Linked DNA regions of Mus musculus: regions 1 and 3 are each linked to region 2. The links are chromatin contacts, called in public Hi-C and HiChIP or PLAC-seq maps. All regions are on one chromosome and are shown on one strand. The core of a region is the stretch at or near the end of the contact, and the rest is flanking DNA. Distances in the headings are between cores, read along the strand shown. Region 1 holds the start of 4930471E19Rik (a long non-coding RNA gene). Region 2 has its middle 56 kb from the start of 1700006J14Rik. Region 3 overlaps Msrb3 (methionine sulfoxide reductase B3).

The links. A called contact is a pair of places that touch in the nucleus more often than the background predicts. HiChIP or PLAC-seq counts read pairs in DNA pulled down with a chosen protein or histone mark.
Region 1: a contact with region 2 is called in an H3K27ac HiChIP or PLAC-seq map of trophoblast stem cells, with 7 times the contacts expected there. The contact joins the promoter of 4930471E19Rik here to the enhancer-like site in region 2. A contact is called at or near these places in 1 of 15 datasets of contacts at CTCF or cohesin (the NIH/3T3 cell line), 5 of 115 datasets of contacts at active chromatin or transcription factors (embryonic basal ganglia, embryonic stem cells, extraembryonic endoderm stem cells and 2 more) and 1 of 9 other capture datasets (embryonic stem cells).
Region 3: a Hi-C map of bone marrow-derived macrophages shows a contact between it and region 2, with 11 read pairs. The contact joins two enhancer-like sites. A contact is called at or near these places in 4 of 484 Hi-C or Micro-C datasets (bone marrow-derived macrophages, embryonic fibroblasts, hematopoietic stem and progenitor cells and 1 more) and 2 of 115 datasets of contacts at active chromatin or transcription factors (embryonic basal ganglia and embryonic stem cells).

Annotation. Positions count from the first base shown.
Region 1 is chr10:120,634,677-120,637,376 of GRCm38.p6, reverse strand. 4930471E19Rik (a long non-coding RNA gene) reads left to right here and starts at 1,270. Exons shown (of 2, transcript XR_003948971.1): 1 at 1,270-2,700.
Region 2 is chr10:120,307,106-120,309,817 of GRCm38.p6, reverse strand. No RefSeq gene overlaps it. Among named protein-coding and RNA genes, the nearest start is that of 1700006J14Rik, 56 kb to the left of the region's middle. Within about 2 kb of position 1,392, at least 47 of the 459 cell types and tissues checked have an H3K27ac peak or open chromatin away from gene starts, as enhancers often do. A contact at or near this core is called in the NIH/3T3 cell line, bone marrow-derived macrophages and trophoblast stem cells, where this site is marked.
Region 3 is chr10:120,814,226-120,816,925 of GRCm38.p6, reverse strand. The region is part of intron 5 of Msrb3 (methionine sulfoxide reductase B3); the gene reads left to right. Among named protein-coding and RNA genes, the nearest start is that of Gm15910, 42 kb to the left of the region's middle. Within about 2 kb of position 1,450, at least 41 of the 459 cell types and tissues checked have an H3K27ac peak or open chromatin away from gene starts, as enhancers often do. A contact at or near this core is called in bone marrow-derived macrophages, where this site is marked.

The DNA.
Region 1 (2,700 bases), core at 21-2,520, 330 kb before region 2:
ACGGGGACGGGGACTGGAGCACAACTATCCTGAAAAATCACAAATCCTATATTCATTGAAGGGAGAGAGGCCTCTGGGTGAATGGGTGCAGGCCAGAGGAGGACATGGAGTCAGGGGTGCTGAGAGCACAGGCAGCCCCCCACCCTCCCTTCCCCCGTGCTTGTGAGCACAAATCATCAGGAGAGGTTGTAAATGCAGCCACGGAAGGGGTTTAAGCCATGGGAGACATTATCTTCTTTAGATTTAAAAAGTTACTCTGGTTGTAGAAAGGATGGATGGCTATACATTTTGCTGGGTCTTCTCATTAAAAAATCATGTATTCCAGGCCCTTGGAACAGAAAGCACCTTTGAGATCAGTTAGCCCAAACCATCCCCTTTCAAAGATAAGCAAACTAAGATGTAAGAAAATTTATGATTTGCACAGGGTCATATAGCTAATAACCGTGTGCAGCTTTTAAACTTGGAGTGGGGAGGTGACAAATGACACTTTTAAGAAATCTTTCCAGGCTCTGTTTCCCTTGGCCAGCCGTGGTGTCTCCCTCTGTTCAACTCTCATCTCACCTTCTTCGTCTCTGTTACACTAGTCATTCATTTGTTACCTTGACCGCAGTGCCTTTGATTCCTGCCTCTTGGGAGAGACGGCAAAAGCAATCTCAGGGTGCAGGAAGCATGGCTTCTGATATATCTGTGACCGGCAAAGTGGTGCACCCGTGTTGTTAAGTGAATGGGTGGGTGGATTCTCTCTCCTTATGCTATAAATTAAGTATTCAGTGCCTGAATATGCGTGTCTAGATTTAACTGCTATAATTAAGGAGCTCAACGGTGCTGTCCAGAAAATCAGCCAGACTGGCTGTGGGGTAATTATTATTACATTGCTGGATTCATCGCAGGCACATTTGGCACCCGCACCTAGACACCCGGGCCCGTGTTGAGAACTTGGCTGGAGATGAGGCTATGCACTGTGTTTTGGCTCCCGGTGAAGAAACAAGCTGCAGACCACAGGTCAGTGGTGATCTAAGTCTGTGCCAGGCCTTCAGCACACAGAAGACAAACATGACTCACTGTGTCTGGGATCTCCCCTGCTCACAGACCTTGGTTTGAGGTCTGACGAGGTCTGGAAGAGACTCAGGGGCAGTGCCTAACTCGGAAGGGTACAGATTGTTTTCGCTGCGAGGTGACACACATCAGCGTTGCGAAACAGTGGAAAACTGGCAGGAGAAGATTCGAGCAGCCCTGATGCCTCTGCTCAGATGTCGCTCTCCTCCTGCCTCTCACTCTGGGCTCCATCATTACAGGGAAGCCACTGTGCTTCGTCTGCCCCAGCTGCCAGGCTGTAATGGTTATCTACCGCTGTGAAGTCGGATGTCCACAGTTACTGGCTTTGTGCCACCTCGGTGTATTGTTTGGTCATGGTTCCGTTATCTGGGTGGGGTCCTGCAGGACACTCCTCCAATGTCCTTGTCTTTACCCAGAGCTTCCTCTGAGGCCGACTTCTAGCTAAGACACGGTGGCTTTACTTAGCAGTATGTCACCACATCTGGGACAGCTGACGCTATTGTGACTGGCAGGTCTCCCCCAACCCCTATCTGTTTCTCCACCTGGGCTCTCACACATCATCACATAGCTAGCTATTCAAGGGTCCTAAGAGGAGAAAAACAAAAGTATCCTGCCTCTTAGAGCACCTTTCTAGAACATCCACAATGTCACACTGGCTATAGCCTATTAGTGACACTAAACAGGTACCAGCCTAACTCTAGGGATACAGGAAATCAAGTCCGCATCTTCCTCTAAGGAATGGCAGAGTTTCTGGCCTTTTCCAGTCTCCTCAATTAGCCATGACACTCCTGAGTCTTCACTGAATGTCCCTTACTTCAGAAAAGCCAGGAATCTGGGGCCTGTGCCAGCTGCCTCAACTCCGACATAAGTTCTTCTCCTGTGTTTTTTCTTCAACTTCATGATTGTTTGTGGGCTCGGCTGCTCCCTGGTTTAACGACCACGTGACTTCTACTAGCATAAAAGTCTGTGATGTGCAGGAAAGAGTCAACTGGTGGGGCAGAGGGAGACTTCTCTCAAGGTTGCTGCTATTCTTGCAAAAGCAACATGCAAGCCTTGGCTGATACCTGGGAAAACTGGGCCTGGGGGGGCGGGGCAGGGGATCAGGGTCTAGAGAAACAGATCCAGTAGGATGAGCATATATGCAGAAAGATACATATCTATATCTTTTGATCTATCTATCTACACACATGTATGTATGTATGTATGTATGTATGTATGTATGTATGTATATGACACCAACTAACAGGATTGCAAATCACCAACAGTGATTCCGAAATGTACAGAGTAGTTTGGTGAGCTTTAGACTCAGGAGAGAAGCCCCGCAGTTCCAGCCCTTGGGCTGGCAGGGTGAACTGACCTTACTTAAGTCCAGGAGCAGTCTTGCTCAGGGAGGTGGCCTGGGCTTGGTCTCTGGCTCACTGGGTAGGGCTCATCTGTATTATTTCTAGCCACAAAAAAAAAAAAAAAAAAAAAATCCACTGGTGTGAAAGTTTATCTCTTTCTAACCCACTGGTGTGAATGTTTATCTCTTTCTAACTCACTGGTGTGAATGTTTATCTCTTTCTAACCCCCCTCTGAATCAATGAAAAGGAGCTTCGGCCTTGTGCCTAGCATTTGCCACAACCGAGAAGAACGCCATGGTGT
Region 2 (2,712 bases), core at 143-2,642:
CTCCGAAAACAGAATTCCCTGGGGTTTATACTCTGGTTTTGTCTTCTGCACTATCCTCTTCTCCCGTCCATTTTCTGCACCATGACCCACTCCCCTCCCCCACCCTCATGTAGCTTTGGCTACAAATCAGAATAGCTCTCGGGGGCTAGAACCACATTGCAACCCTCCTGTGTTTCCTAAGGATTTTCCTTCGTTCCCCAGATTTTTTTTTTCCTGGCTTCCTCCAGGTGGGGTTCTGACCACAGAAACTGAAGCTAGCCCCCACCCCAACTGTAGAAGTTTATTGAAGTATGGTACGATAGTCTTACAAATGTCATTTTCTCCCTACTGTAAATCAAGGGACAGCTGTCTTTGGAATAAATTCCAAATAGTTGGTCTGGAAATGAGATTGGCAGTGGGTCCCTCCTCCATCCTGGCTGACATCTCCCCATTCATTGCTTTTCTGCTTTCATCCATTCATTGTTTGATGAGTCTATAAATACATCTCATCTGCTTCTACTTTGCTTTTTAAGAATAAACTGATACCAAACACGCTGCCTTAATTACATCCACAGGCAAAGCATAACAAGTTAAAGTGTTGTCACAATATAGTTTTAGAACTTGACATTGCTCATTATGCCAGCTGTGATAGAACTGGGTAATGAAAAAAAATCTTAATTCAAATGTATAAATGAGTAATCCATCAGGAAAGACACTTTTAACATTGATGGATGAAAGTGCCTAGAAACCTGTTATGCAAAGGAAAGGGCATGCATGGGAGGGCTGATGAGCTTCAGGCGGGGTACCAGAGCTGGGAGGCATGGCCCCCTCTGACACTGAACAAGTCAGTTCCTCCAAATTCAAGTCAGACTCGGAACACTGTCCCCAAGGTGACCTTGAGTGTCCTCATTACGAGGTGGCCACTGACTCACGAGGCTCTGAATCATGAGCACAGAAGGAAGAGGCAGACCGACTCTGACTCACTCCCAGAAAGCCCTAGTTTGGGAGAGTTCTACCTCTGGGATGCAGATGAGTCTTAAAGAAAAGGACACCTTATCACTCATACCTTGTTGCTGGAAAATTACTTCTTTAATGCCTTTGACTGACATCATAGGTTTCAAGTTGTAAGTTTCAGACAACAGAAGCCCATTGAAGAATGAGCATTCTGTAACTTTTAAAGAAAAATTTATTTGCCTAAGTCATTTTCACACAAAACATGATCATTTACACACACACACACACACACACACACACACACACACACATTGAGCAGCTGTTTGCATTCACTAAAGACTTCAAACAGTGCAAATTTAAACCATTATTACATATGTCAAATGAATTACCCTCACCCATTCTGCAATTATACTTTGCAAACCCAGCAAAGAATGCAGCCTGTCTGTGAGTCACTAACACATAACCCTGAGATACACTGCTCCTAAAAAAAAAATTTAAAGCTAAAGGGAGCATTGTGGTACACACTTTAATCCCAACAGAGAAAAGGCAGAGGGTGTCTGTGAGTTCCAGGCCAGTCTAATGTGCATAGTAAGGCCCTGCCTCACGAATAAAAGCAAAAAATAAAACAAAACCATTGCAGAAGAAGACATGATACTGAATGGGGAGGATGACCAAAAAAAAAAAAAAAAAAACTTGGGAAGCGAACATCTATCTCTGAGTAAGAAGTAAAGGTCAGCAAAAAACTCCAAGACAGGGAACTATTAGAGCGCTCTTCTTATCACACACAGAGAGCCACAAGAGAGCAGCAGCTAATATACTGTGAGTTGTGCGTGAAAACTGGTAGACATCAGAAAGATTTTAAGTGATTTAAAAGAAGGTAAGACTTGCAGATGGTCCAACCGCTTGGCTGCAAGATAAATCCAGGAAGAGTGACAACCAGATGTTTCACAGATTGTATAAGAACTATTCTAAACAGATAGGATTGGACGGTAAGAAAAAAAATCACTGTGGCAAAATACAAGAAATGATGGGCCATGCTTGTGGTGGTTTGAATATGCTTGGCCCAGGGAGTGTGTGGCACTATTTGGAGGTGTGGCCTTGTTGGCGTGGGTGAGACCTTTTTGAAGGAAGTGTGTCACTGTGAGTGTGGGCTTTAAGACCCTCATCCTAGGGCTGGAGAGATGGCTCAGCAGTTAAGAGCACCAACTGCTCTTCCAGAGGTCCTGAGTTCAATATCCAGTAACCACGTGGTGACTCACAACTATCTGTAATGAGATGAGATACCCTCTTCTGGTGTGTCTGATGACAGCAACAGTGTACTCACATAAATAAATAAATAATTTGGACCCTCATCCTAGCTGCCTGGAAGCCCATCTTCTCCTGTTTGACTTCAGAACAAGATGTTGAACTCTCAGCTCCTCCTGCACCATGCCTGCCTGGATGCTGCCATGCCATGCCTTGATGATAATGAACGGAACCTCTGAACCTGTAAGCCAGCCCCAATTAAATGCTCTCCTTATAAGAGTTGCCTTGGACATGGTGTCTGTTCACAGCAGTAAAACCCTAAAACACTGCTGGAACCATTCACCACTGGAAATATTTACTGGTAGAGACTGTGGGAGAGCTGACTCGAAGAACTATCCCCCTTGTTGACAGAAAAGAGGAAACTCAATATGCACACTGGGAGATTTCAAATTCTGAGGAGCCCTGGGCAGCACAAACATCACGCTGGGTATTTTCTTACAACGTACTCATTGAAAGAATCAGAAATATATTACA
Region 3 (2,700 bases), core at 201-2,700, 510 kb before region 2:
TGTGTAAATACTACATAAAATGGGCAAATGGAAAGATGTCTGCTTTGTCTAAAGATACCCATTCATCTTACACAAGCTCATCAGCCAGGCTTTGAAAGGATGGTGAGAGGAGGCTGTTTGCTGGAAGGAAGAGAATGGATAAGACCAAAGACAAACTATGTTGCAAATCAAGCAAACTATGTTGCAAACTGCTAGTAAATCCCTTTAAAGCATGGATGAGGCTTTTCTGAGGCATCTGCTCTGTCCCACCTTATAGTGTTTGGTTCTTGGTGTCTCTTACCCTCCGCAGAGCCTGCTGATTGCTGGCAGGTATTGGGAAGCCAGCTTTACTCTAGCTTCGTTTTCTGACAGGCAATGTAGAGTGATTTCAATGCAGTTGAGAGAAGTTAGTTTTTCTTCCTTCCTTCCTTTCTATGTTTACAAAGGTGGAAAAAACAAACAAACAAACAAAACAAAACAAAACAACGTAATTCTTTCAGCCTCATTTGCTTCTGACAAATTCCTTTTTCTATTGAACACAAAGTTTTAAGTACAGTATGGTGAAGTTTACCTTACGTGTGCAAATAGCCTTAAATAAATAAATAAATGATAAAAGATAAAAAATAAAAAATAAAAAATAATTGAATGATTTTTCAGAGGCCAATAAGCATTTCCAAAGTTTAACCAAATTGGGAATTATAGAAATATAAATGGTATCAACTATTATATGCCCAAAAATTAGGGCTTCAAGAGTGTAGTTAGACCAAGTTCAAACATTAGTAATGGGAACAGAATTTTGATGTGTATGGATTCCCCCACCCCCGAAAAGGAACTTGATGATTGCTTAATACAGAAATTCTAATTTCAGAAACTTTATAGAGAAAATACTCGAGGTGAATGTGGAAGAGTGTTCATAAAATACTCACGATCATAGGAAGAAAGGAAAGGAAAGGAAAGGAAAGGAAAGGAAAGGAAAGGAAAGGAAAGGAAAAGGGGGAGGGGGAGAGGGGGAGGAGAGGGAAGAGAGCCTAAACATTCCAAATCTCCATAATAAGGGCAGGTCACTATATTTTCTCTATGTAGAATTTTTAAAAAGAAATATAGTAAAATTTTAACAGTAGTTATTTCAGTGAAGTAAGATTACAGGTGGCTTTATTATCTTTTTTAGAGCTTCTTGTAATATTCTAGTGTAGTGTGTAAAGCCACTCAATGCTTTTGTAAACAGGGAAAAGGAAATCATTATAGCTAACCTTTCTGTGTCCCCCATGTCCACCACTTCTGCTCCTGGCAGAAGATCTCCACCCAGTGACTTTCAGAATGTCCCAGTCATTCCATGGGGCACTGTCTCGAAAGACTGGAACTCATGATAGAAAGGAAAGAAATGTGATTTACACGGGCTTCTCACCAAGTGAGCAAGGAGGGGAACATACTGCTTTATGTGAATGTTGTGGGGGCAGAAAGAGGAAGTCACCAAGGCTGACACGTGGAAGCCTTAAAGAATAAAGAGACCAGCTGGAAACAGGAACTCAAACTTCACAAGTCAAAAGATGGTGGACTCCCGTCAGAGTTGCGTGGCTCTTCTCATGGTAGCTTTACTGAATATTAAAACTAACAGCTGAAACATGGTGTAGTTGAAAGGAAGAAAGAGCTGGCTCTTTCCGCAGAAAGAGAGCAGCTGACCAATGACAGTCCGTATTCTACAGAAACCACTGTTGGTTAAATGAAGCCACCACGGACATGCTTCTAGCTGAAGGCCTTCAATTTGTGACTTTTAAAATATAGTCTAGAGCTTACTGCATCTGTCTTCCAACTCTGCCCTTTGTTAAGTGGTGCGGCTACTCCTGGAACTGGTCAGGATGTGATATGCGGACATTCTCAAAGATGTGAATGGGTTGGTGGGTTTTTCAAAAGTTTGCTTGTAAGTCAATTGCTTTGAGCTTAGAATATATTTTGTTATTGAGCATTCTGCAGGCCCAGTTTCCCCCGGGGGTAGAACCTATAATGTACTTGATAGTATATAACTGTCTCAGTGGACAGTTTATCCAGACTGTCAGGTTGGGATGTCAAGCATCAATTTCCCACTTGTGGGAGGGAGAGGGTCCTTCACTCAGCTCCCATGATTGTTGGGAGTCTGGAGCAGTGTTTGAAATGATTGGTTTTGGATTCACACCATCTGTTCAGCAGCTGGGGATTGAAAGAGAATGTTGTGGAGTTGTGGAGACCGAGGTAGCCAAGGTTCTGGGAGAGTATCAACAGTACTATGTAAGTTGTGTATGAGAGATCATGAAAGGTTGGATTAGAAAGATAATTTGAGCTAAGTGCTAAAAGAAAATGGGAGCGTATCCCGGGGATCTACAAAAGGAGGGGAGGAGAGGATAATTGAAGACCTGAGGAGTGGCGTGTCTCCAGTGGCTTCCAGTGATGGCGAGCCTACTGCCGGCACCTGGGTTTATTTACACCAATGTTACCCCGTCTTCACTCTGCTTGCTAGAGCCTACTTCCTTCGAACAGTTTTTCTCAGTCCTATTCACATGTCAGAACAACTCAATGAACTTAAAAAGAAAAAATAGGTCCTTGGTCTCATTGATAACCAATTGTCTCAAAGAGTCTGGCGCTAGAGTTTAGGTATACAACACTCTCTAAAAGGCCCCCAAGTGACTCTAATGTGTATATAGAGGCTGACCGCCCCCGGAAGTGATCAGATGTAAGCAGACATACTGT